Regions from separate parts of the Mus musculus genome. Here region 1 is linked to region 2. A link is a contact called in public HiCAR-type data. All regions are on one chromosome and are shown on one strand. The core of a region is the stretch at or near the end of the contact, and the rest is flanking DNA. Distances in the headings are between cores, read along the strand shown. Region 1 holds the start of Hoxaas3 (Hoxa cluster antisense RNA 3). Region 2 has its middle 9.3 kb from the start of Gm38811.

Region 1 (3,578 bases), core at 464-2,963, 480 kb after region 2:
GGTGGAGTTTATTAGGTCTCTGGTGGGTACCTACCCTGAGAAGACACCAGGACAGGCCAGAAAGTTCCCACTTAAGCTTGGCTTAAGCACATGGGAGGCTGGGGCCCCGATGGAATTGTACCCAGGAAATTTATATTTTACCTAACTTCACTCATTGGTACAATCTTGGAGACTGTTTTGGAAAACATAGATTATGTAAATTTCCTGGGATCAAACAGAAAGAACAAATAACAAAAGAGAAGAGGAAATCTCCTACTGACAAAGGGGTAATTTCTTCCTAAAGTACCCTTTATGATGTGTCAAGAAAAACAACCTAATGGCTCTGGGGACTTTTAAGTTGGGCATTTGAAGACACCTCAATTTCCCTTAAAACTTTAGGCACAGTTTTAGAAGAGAGAATTTGTCTGCAGTTGGAGAGGGTTACATTTCTCTATCTTTAGTGTTATCTAGGGAAGCCCTTAAGCTGCCTTTTGAGGGTCCTGTGCATAGATGTCTTATTCCTACAAAGACCGGGATGGGAAAGGAAAGAAGGGAGGCAGAGACAGGCAAGGCGGAAGAAAAGAAAGCGCTTTAACCCCTTTCAATTACCCTGAGGATTCAAAGACTAAAGTTAAATCCGGCCATAAAGTTTATTGCTTCAGACTCACAGGCTGGTGAGAACACTACCAGTCAAATGAAAAGAACTAACAGGGTTGGGCCTAGCCCGGTGCGGGGACAGCAGAGTACCTCCTAGGTGGGGACCCACTGTCCCCAACATCCTGTGGGTGCAGCCTGCTCCTGCTACACAGCCAAGGCCCCAGTCAGTTTCCACTCTCTCCAGTCGGTCTGAAACTCAGGCCCAAAGGCTGCCCGCCTCAATTCAGTCTTGCCAAATGACCCTGGCCCTGCGAAGACATATTGCCTCAGCCCCACAAGGAATCCCGCCAGTGTCGGCCTCGGTCCTTTCCGGGCCTTTCTTTCAAACTCTCGAGTTCAGTTTACCCCTCTCCTCCAGTGGCCTGCGTCCCTTCAACTCCCAGAGCTCCACGACCCCCAAAGAGCCTGGGCCTGACCAACCTTAGAAAGAAGGCCCGGGGCTGCCAAGTTTTCACAGACAGACCCATTTTCACACACGCGCGCGCGCGCGCACACACACACACACACACACACACACACACACACACAATCATCTTTTTGCACGCCGGCGGGAGCAGCGGAAGTCATTAACATCACGATTGTGCAGCAATTAAAGTTAGGCCTGGGGAAGCCGTTCTCGGCCGGCCACAGGCATTCTTCACCGCGCAGCCTCCACAAGGCTGGCTCTGGCTTTGCTAATTTAGGCAGGCAGAGGGAAAAGTTTGTTCTCCCATTTTGAATACTGAGCCAGACAGAAAGAGAGGACAAGAAACTTTTTAAGAGTGAAAATAAACTCAAGAGGCGAGCTTACCTTAACATGGAGGGAGCCATTTTTCAGAGTTTTGAGAACTTGTGGTTTGGACACTTCTGGACCTAAAATTGACACTTTGAATGACCAGGCAGCACACGTAGCCTGCAAAAGAGTCAAATGGAGTCCAGCGTTAGTGAGATTATATGTTATGTGGTATATAATGTTGGATGTCAACTCCCCAAAACCATAAAACTTACTTTAATGGCCCCACGTGACGTTTTATAGCCAGTGAGGCGATCTGTCTGTGCTATGGATGATTTTACGATCTAATTCATAGACAAAACCCTATTCATTTGGCACCCAAATGTCATATAGCCGGAACTGGGGCTTATAAAGTTTACTGTTTTATAACTTTTAAAAGGAAAGACGGCATCCGTGTAAGCAGCCAGTAAATGTGCAAATCTCTAGTTGGGCTTTAGCTGCTCTGAGGAGTTTCCCAGTGGAGCTAGGATGGGGTAAGTACTTTCCATTTGTAGCAAATTAATTGTAGCAAAAGAAGCCAAGTGGTTCAGTAAGGGTAGAGGGAACTGAGTGCTGGGGTTGGTTAGTGGGCAGAGGGTTTGGGGTCTACAGCCTGGCAGAGAAGCCTCTTCAACAAGGCCTACAATAGCCTTGGATCTATGTGGGCCGGAGTGTGGCTAACAAAGCCCTGGCTTCTCTCTCTTTCTCTTCCTCTCCTTTTTGGTACAAAGTTAACTTGGTTTCCTCAGAGATGGACAAGGTGGACTCAAGCTTTGGAACCTCCTACAGCTTTTCCCACTATGTTCTTCTGGCCTGAGGTTTCTGATGGTTCTGAGTGAGGAAAGCTATGAGTCAAGGTGTTGGTGTGAAGCCACAATGAACAGGCAGGCTGCCCAGGTAGCCGCAGACTCAGCAGCCTACAGTACTATTGGACAGACAGAAAAGCAGAAAGAGCAGCTTGCTATTTGGCATAAATCAGACCAAGAGAACTTACAATAGAAAGTTTATTTTGTTTTGTTTCCAGTCAGTGTTTTTTTTCCTTAAAAACAAATACAAAAAAAAAAAAAAGCTGATCACAGTTTGCTTAAACAGCCAGACTTGGACAATATTTGTAACTTTTTCACAAAAACATACATCACTGAAGCTGCGCTTATAAGAGCCACTTCCAGAGTTCGTGCAAAGGGTCCTACAAAGGCACGCAGGGACACACCGCTTGGAGTCACAGTTTTCGTCACAGAGCCACTAGCCACTACACGTTGAACAAGTTAATTTGTGTCTTATCAAGTCACCTCTACAACAGCATTAATTACACAAGGAATATAGGTAGTTTGAATAAAAATATCTTTAACAGCTTGGAGCTATTGAGACAGGAACACTTCCACGTACATGCACATTAAAGAACTCAAGTGCAACACACAACATTGGCACTAAACGAGGTGGGGGGGCTTTTTGTGTGTGTAGTTTTTTTTTCTCTTTTCTTTTTTTTTTTTTTTTGTTTTAGTTACTTCAAGTAACACAGCTTGCTTCATATAAATAAGTTAAAACATCTATTTTTTTTTCAAGACAAAGCCATTCAGGACAAAGAGATGAACAGAAGCAGATCTACTTATACAGGCGCTATAATGGCAATAAACAGGCTCATGATTAAAAGATGAATTAGGGCAACGAGAACAGGGCTTCTTCACAGAAGGAACACAAGGGGAGTTTCAGAAAGTCACCTTAGTACTGACACTACAGAGAGCTGCCCGGCTACTACTGCTCAGTACTTTGGCCGCTCAGATGCTCAGGGGCGGAAAGCCCCCCCTGCCGCGGCCATACTCATGCTTTTCAGCTTATTATCTTTTTTCCACTTCATCCTCCTGTTTTGGAACCAGATTTTAATTTGTCTCTCGGAGAGGCAAAGGGCATGAGCTATTTCGATCCTTCTTCGGCGGGTCAGGTAGCGGTTGAAGTGGAATTCTTTCTCCAGCTCCAGGGTCTGGTAGCGAGTGTAGGCCGTCCGGGCCCTTTTGCCTTCTGGGCCACCTATATTGTCTGTAACAAAAAAGTCAGCGGTTTAGCCACCAACTCCTCAGCACCTGGTTCCAAAACTCAGCCAGGGTCCTGAGCTGCGGAGAAGGCTCAACAAGTTCTCCTTCCTCACCCACCCTCCCCAAATTTCCTTCTCCCTTCCTTTCTGGCGAGAAAAACA
Region 2 (3,439 bases), core at 934-3,433:
CTCACACAGCTCCTAGCAGTGTTTTGGTTTTCACAGAAAGGCAACGAAAGTTCAGGGAGGTAAACTCATTTTTCTGAAGATTTCCCAGCAAGTAAGAGGTTGGACTTGGGTTTGAGGTCAGCCTTTAAAGAGATGGGTGTCCACTGCTGTTGTAAACTTCAACAATAAGCAGGTTACTGCAAAGCGAATCTGGTGTCATTTTCTCCGGTTCTTTGAATGTTAACGAGAGTGTCTACCCCAAGAGAAGCATTTATGGGTAGCAGGCTAGACGGATGTGTGGTGGGTGACTTGGGTGAATCATTATTCCATTGTTTGTTCCTTTATGGTACTAGGAATAGAACTTAGGCCCTCTATGTATTAAGCAAATGTTTAACCACCAGGCTACATCTATATCCCCTGTTTATAAGTCAATTATTTGAAAGTAGAAAGTCATTCCAAGAGACATCCAGGGAAGTCATGGAGGAGTATTATATGATAAGGAAAACTGGTAGGGAAGATTTGGAGACAGGGAGAAGGCTTGATGTATAACCCTGAGAATGGAGTTCAAATCTTCACCACCTTGGTAAAATTCTGGGCATGGTTGTGTGTCCACACATCCACAATCCTCCAGTTGGTACTGGGAGGCAGAAAGAAGGGAGAGAAAAGGGAAGGATTTGATGGGATTTGCTGGGTGCCAGCCCAGCTCCATTTTCAGTGAGAGACCTGTCTTAAGGAACAAGGCAAGGCGTGCTGAATCATTATACTGACTATCCTTCTCTGTCTTCTGTGTGCATGCATCTGTACACACATGGGCACACACATGTACACACACATCTATACACACAATGTTTTAGAAAGAATAGAAGTAAAAAAAAGCAGTAATAATTTTCTTCATGATAATAAGGATCTTAGTGAAAGCATTGTTTCTATTCCTAGCACACTTCTGAAAAGCTCATTGGATGCATGGGTGTATGACTGGGCAGTGCTTTAGGCTCCAGGTCCTATTGGGTGACTTTGAGATGGTGGTTTGGTATCAGCCATGGAGAGTGATTCTAAGCAGGGCTTTTTTTTCTTAGCACCTAGGCTGAGCCCATAACTATTTCTGGCCTGGCTTAGGCTGTGAGAAGAGGCCGTGTGGGTCCAGAGGGAGGCAGAGCGTGATGAGAATAGCAACAAGGAGCTTCTCCTCCTCTGCTGCATCTTACTGAGCTGTGCACAACTGGGGAGACTTTGCTGAGACAGCGGGGACTCCTAGGCAGCTGGGGGTTGGGTACAGTGGAAGAACCATCGTGGGAACTGGGGGACAGGACAGAAGGGTCCTATCAATGTCTACCTATCTCAGCTCTGTTTCCAGGCCAACAGCATGGATGGGACCAAACTTCACCTAATCCTGTTGATGGACACCTGCCTGGGAGGCCCTGGTGTAGCATCTGCTGAGTGTAGGGACAAGGACATAGATGAGGCTGGGGCTGGAATTAAAGAAGTTCACACATCTGTCACCATCTGGACCAGACCCTCCTCACAGTACAGATGAGGAAAACATACCTCACAGAGTATGGAATGGGTCATCCCAAGATCATGGCCTTGTCAAGACTGCCTGTGTGAAGCAGCTCTCTGCATTTTTGATGGTGATGTTAATCCGGTCACTTAAATTCCATGTGTTTTTCTCAGGTATGGATTGGAGATGTGAGGGTTAAATACTGCATATAATGAGCTTATACATAATAAGCTCTCAATAAATTCTAATGCAAGGCCCTGTTATGGGTGGAGGAAGGGAGAAAGGGAAGGAGGAAGGGAGGGAGAGAGAAAGAGAGAGAGCAAAAAGCCAGAATACTGCTAGCAATGCATTAAACTGATATGCTAGCCTGCCAAAACCCAGGACATACACACAGGTGAAACACTAACATTTGAAATCTGCAGTCTGAGTTCTGTCCTCAAACCCAGGTCATGCAGGTATCTTAGTGAATGATTCACCACAGCATTGGCTATCGCATTTTATTAAAACTTCAAAGGACTGGGTAAGTAATCGCCAGATAACTTTAAAGAGCACACAATCCCACAGGTCTAAAGAGTGTTTAATCAGGCCTGCCCCGCCCTGTCGGAGGCACAGATCTCACGTCTTTCTGTGCTGATGGAATGGTATCAGACTACATCTCCATGGCTGTGCTCTGTAAGAGCAGCCAAAGTCAGGTGGAGGCAGCTCTGGCCTAAGGCTGAGTCATTGGCTTTCATGTGTGGATGAGTGGCCAGTGGGGAGGAGGTCTGGCCGAGCCTCTCCTTTTCTGTGATTCATTTACAAACTTCCAGCAAGCAGGGAGTGTGTGCGGTGTAGCACTGACCCTGGAGCCTGACCTGTAGGGTTTGTTCTTCCAGCTCTGCTACTTCCTTCATGTCTATAGGCAAGGTGCACGGCTTCTCTGGGCCTCCTATTCTCATTTGAAAACCGAGGACACACTACTTTATGGGATCACTAGGGATCAACTGGAGCAGCATACAGAAGACATTTAGAATAGTGTTCAACTCATAACATAAACATGATGTCATGTTATTTTGGTATTAGTCTTTATAGTTTTTACTGTAGTAAAATATATAAAATGAAGTGTCTATTTTTTCCCATTTCAAGAGCACAATTCACTGATATTAAGTACATTCACATTGTTGGTGGCTGTAAGCACCTATATCCACTGATTGGTCTAGCCAGCCCACATATAAGGATTTTTATGCCCGTATTTGGGGTTATTAAAAGTATGGTACATACCAGGGTAATGTGAACTGACTTACACACTTTCCTATAAATGTAGATAATTCTCACAGTTTGAAAATTTCATACTCTGTCATTCATTTTCCTCTTAGACATTTCTGCTCCTGCTTCATGCCTCCTTGAAGTACCATAAAGCATATATTGAGTTTTAACACAGGGAAGTAAAGATTGCCCATGGGGTTCATTTGGAGACTTCCGAGGTTTTCTAAACCCTTCCCCCTCTAGCAAGTAGAATGTGGCTTTTCTTTTCTTTCACGTTATCTGAGAATTTGGCACATGCAGAGAATGTGTTCTAATCAAGGTCACCTCCCTTCCTCTCTCATTCTCTCTTAAACCTTTTGAAGTACCTGCAATGGCACATCTGCTTTAGGAAACCAGGCTTTAGAACTGTCACATTAAACACCTCACCCGCCCGGCTGACACAACCCAGGTGACTGTAGAAGGCTTGCGTACCGAGACCTTCAAAGATGCTCAGATGCCTACAGACAACAGCATTGCTGGGAACTTGGCCTTTAGTCCCCTTCTTTGGACTCTAAGGTTAGGCCATAAAAGCTAGGTTTGAATATGAGAACCTGACTTATAAGTATTTCCGAGGCAGGTGGGGTGACAGGTTATGGATGCTGGGTGGGGAGACAGCCATGGTGGTTATAAAGGCTTGTGTTAGTTGATTATATGGCTCACCCTGCACTACTGATTTCT

What was found. HiCAR-type assays count read pairs that join an accessible place to other places.
Region 1: a contact with region 2 is called in a HiCAR-type map of kidney, with 4 times the contacts expected there. The contact joins the promoter of Hoxaas3 here to the enhancer-like site in region 2. A contact is called at or near these places in 5 of 39 promoter capture datasets (embryonic stem cells, hippocampal neurons, liver and 1 more), 5 of 484 Hi-C or Micro-C datasets (the C2C12 cell line, embryonic fibroblasts, embryonic stem cells and 2 more), 6 of 115 datasets of contacts at active chromatin or transcription factors (acute myeloid leukemia, embryonic stem cells, kidney and 3 more) and 1 of 9 other capture datasets (adipose tissue).

Annotation. Positions count from the first base shown.
Region 1 is chr6:52,199,411-52,202,988 of GRCm38.p6, forward strand. Hoxaas3 (Hoxa cluster antisense RNA 3) reads left to right here and starts at 1,714. Exons shown (of 3, transcript NR_015611.2): 1 at 1,714-1,881. It overlaps Hoxa3 (homeobox A3), which reads right to left. Exons shown (of 5, transcript NM_010452.3): 2 at 1,427-1,528. It overlaps Hoxa5 (homeobox A5), which reads right to left. Exons shown (of 2, transcript NM_010453.5): 2 at 2,344-3,421. The coding sequence ends at 3,171.
Region 2 is chr6:51,718,743-51,722,181 of GRCm38.p6, forward strand. No RefSeq gene overlaps it. Among named protein-coding and RNA genes, the nearest start is that of Gm38811, 9.3 kb to the left of the region's middle. Within about 2 kb of position 2,184, at least 50 of the 459 cell types and tissues checked have an H3K27ac peak or open chromatin away from gene starts, as enhancers often do. A contact at or near this core is called in kidney, liver and pancreatic cancer cells, where this site is marked.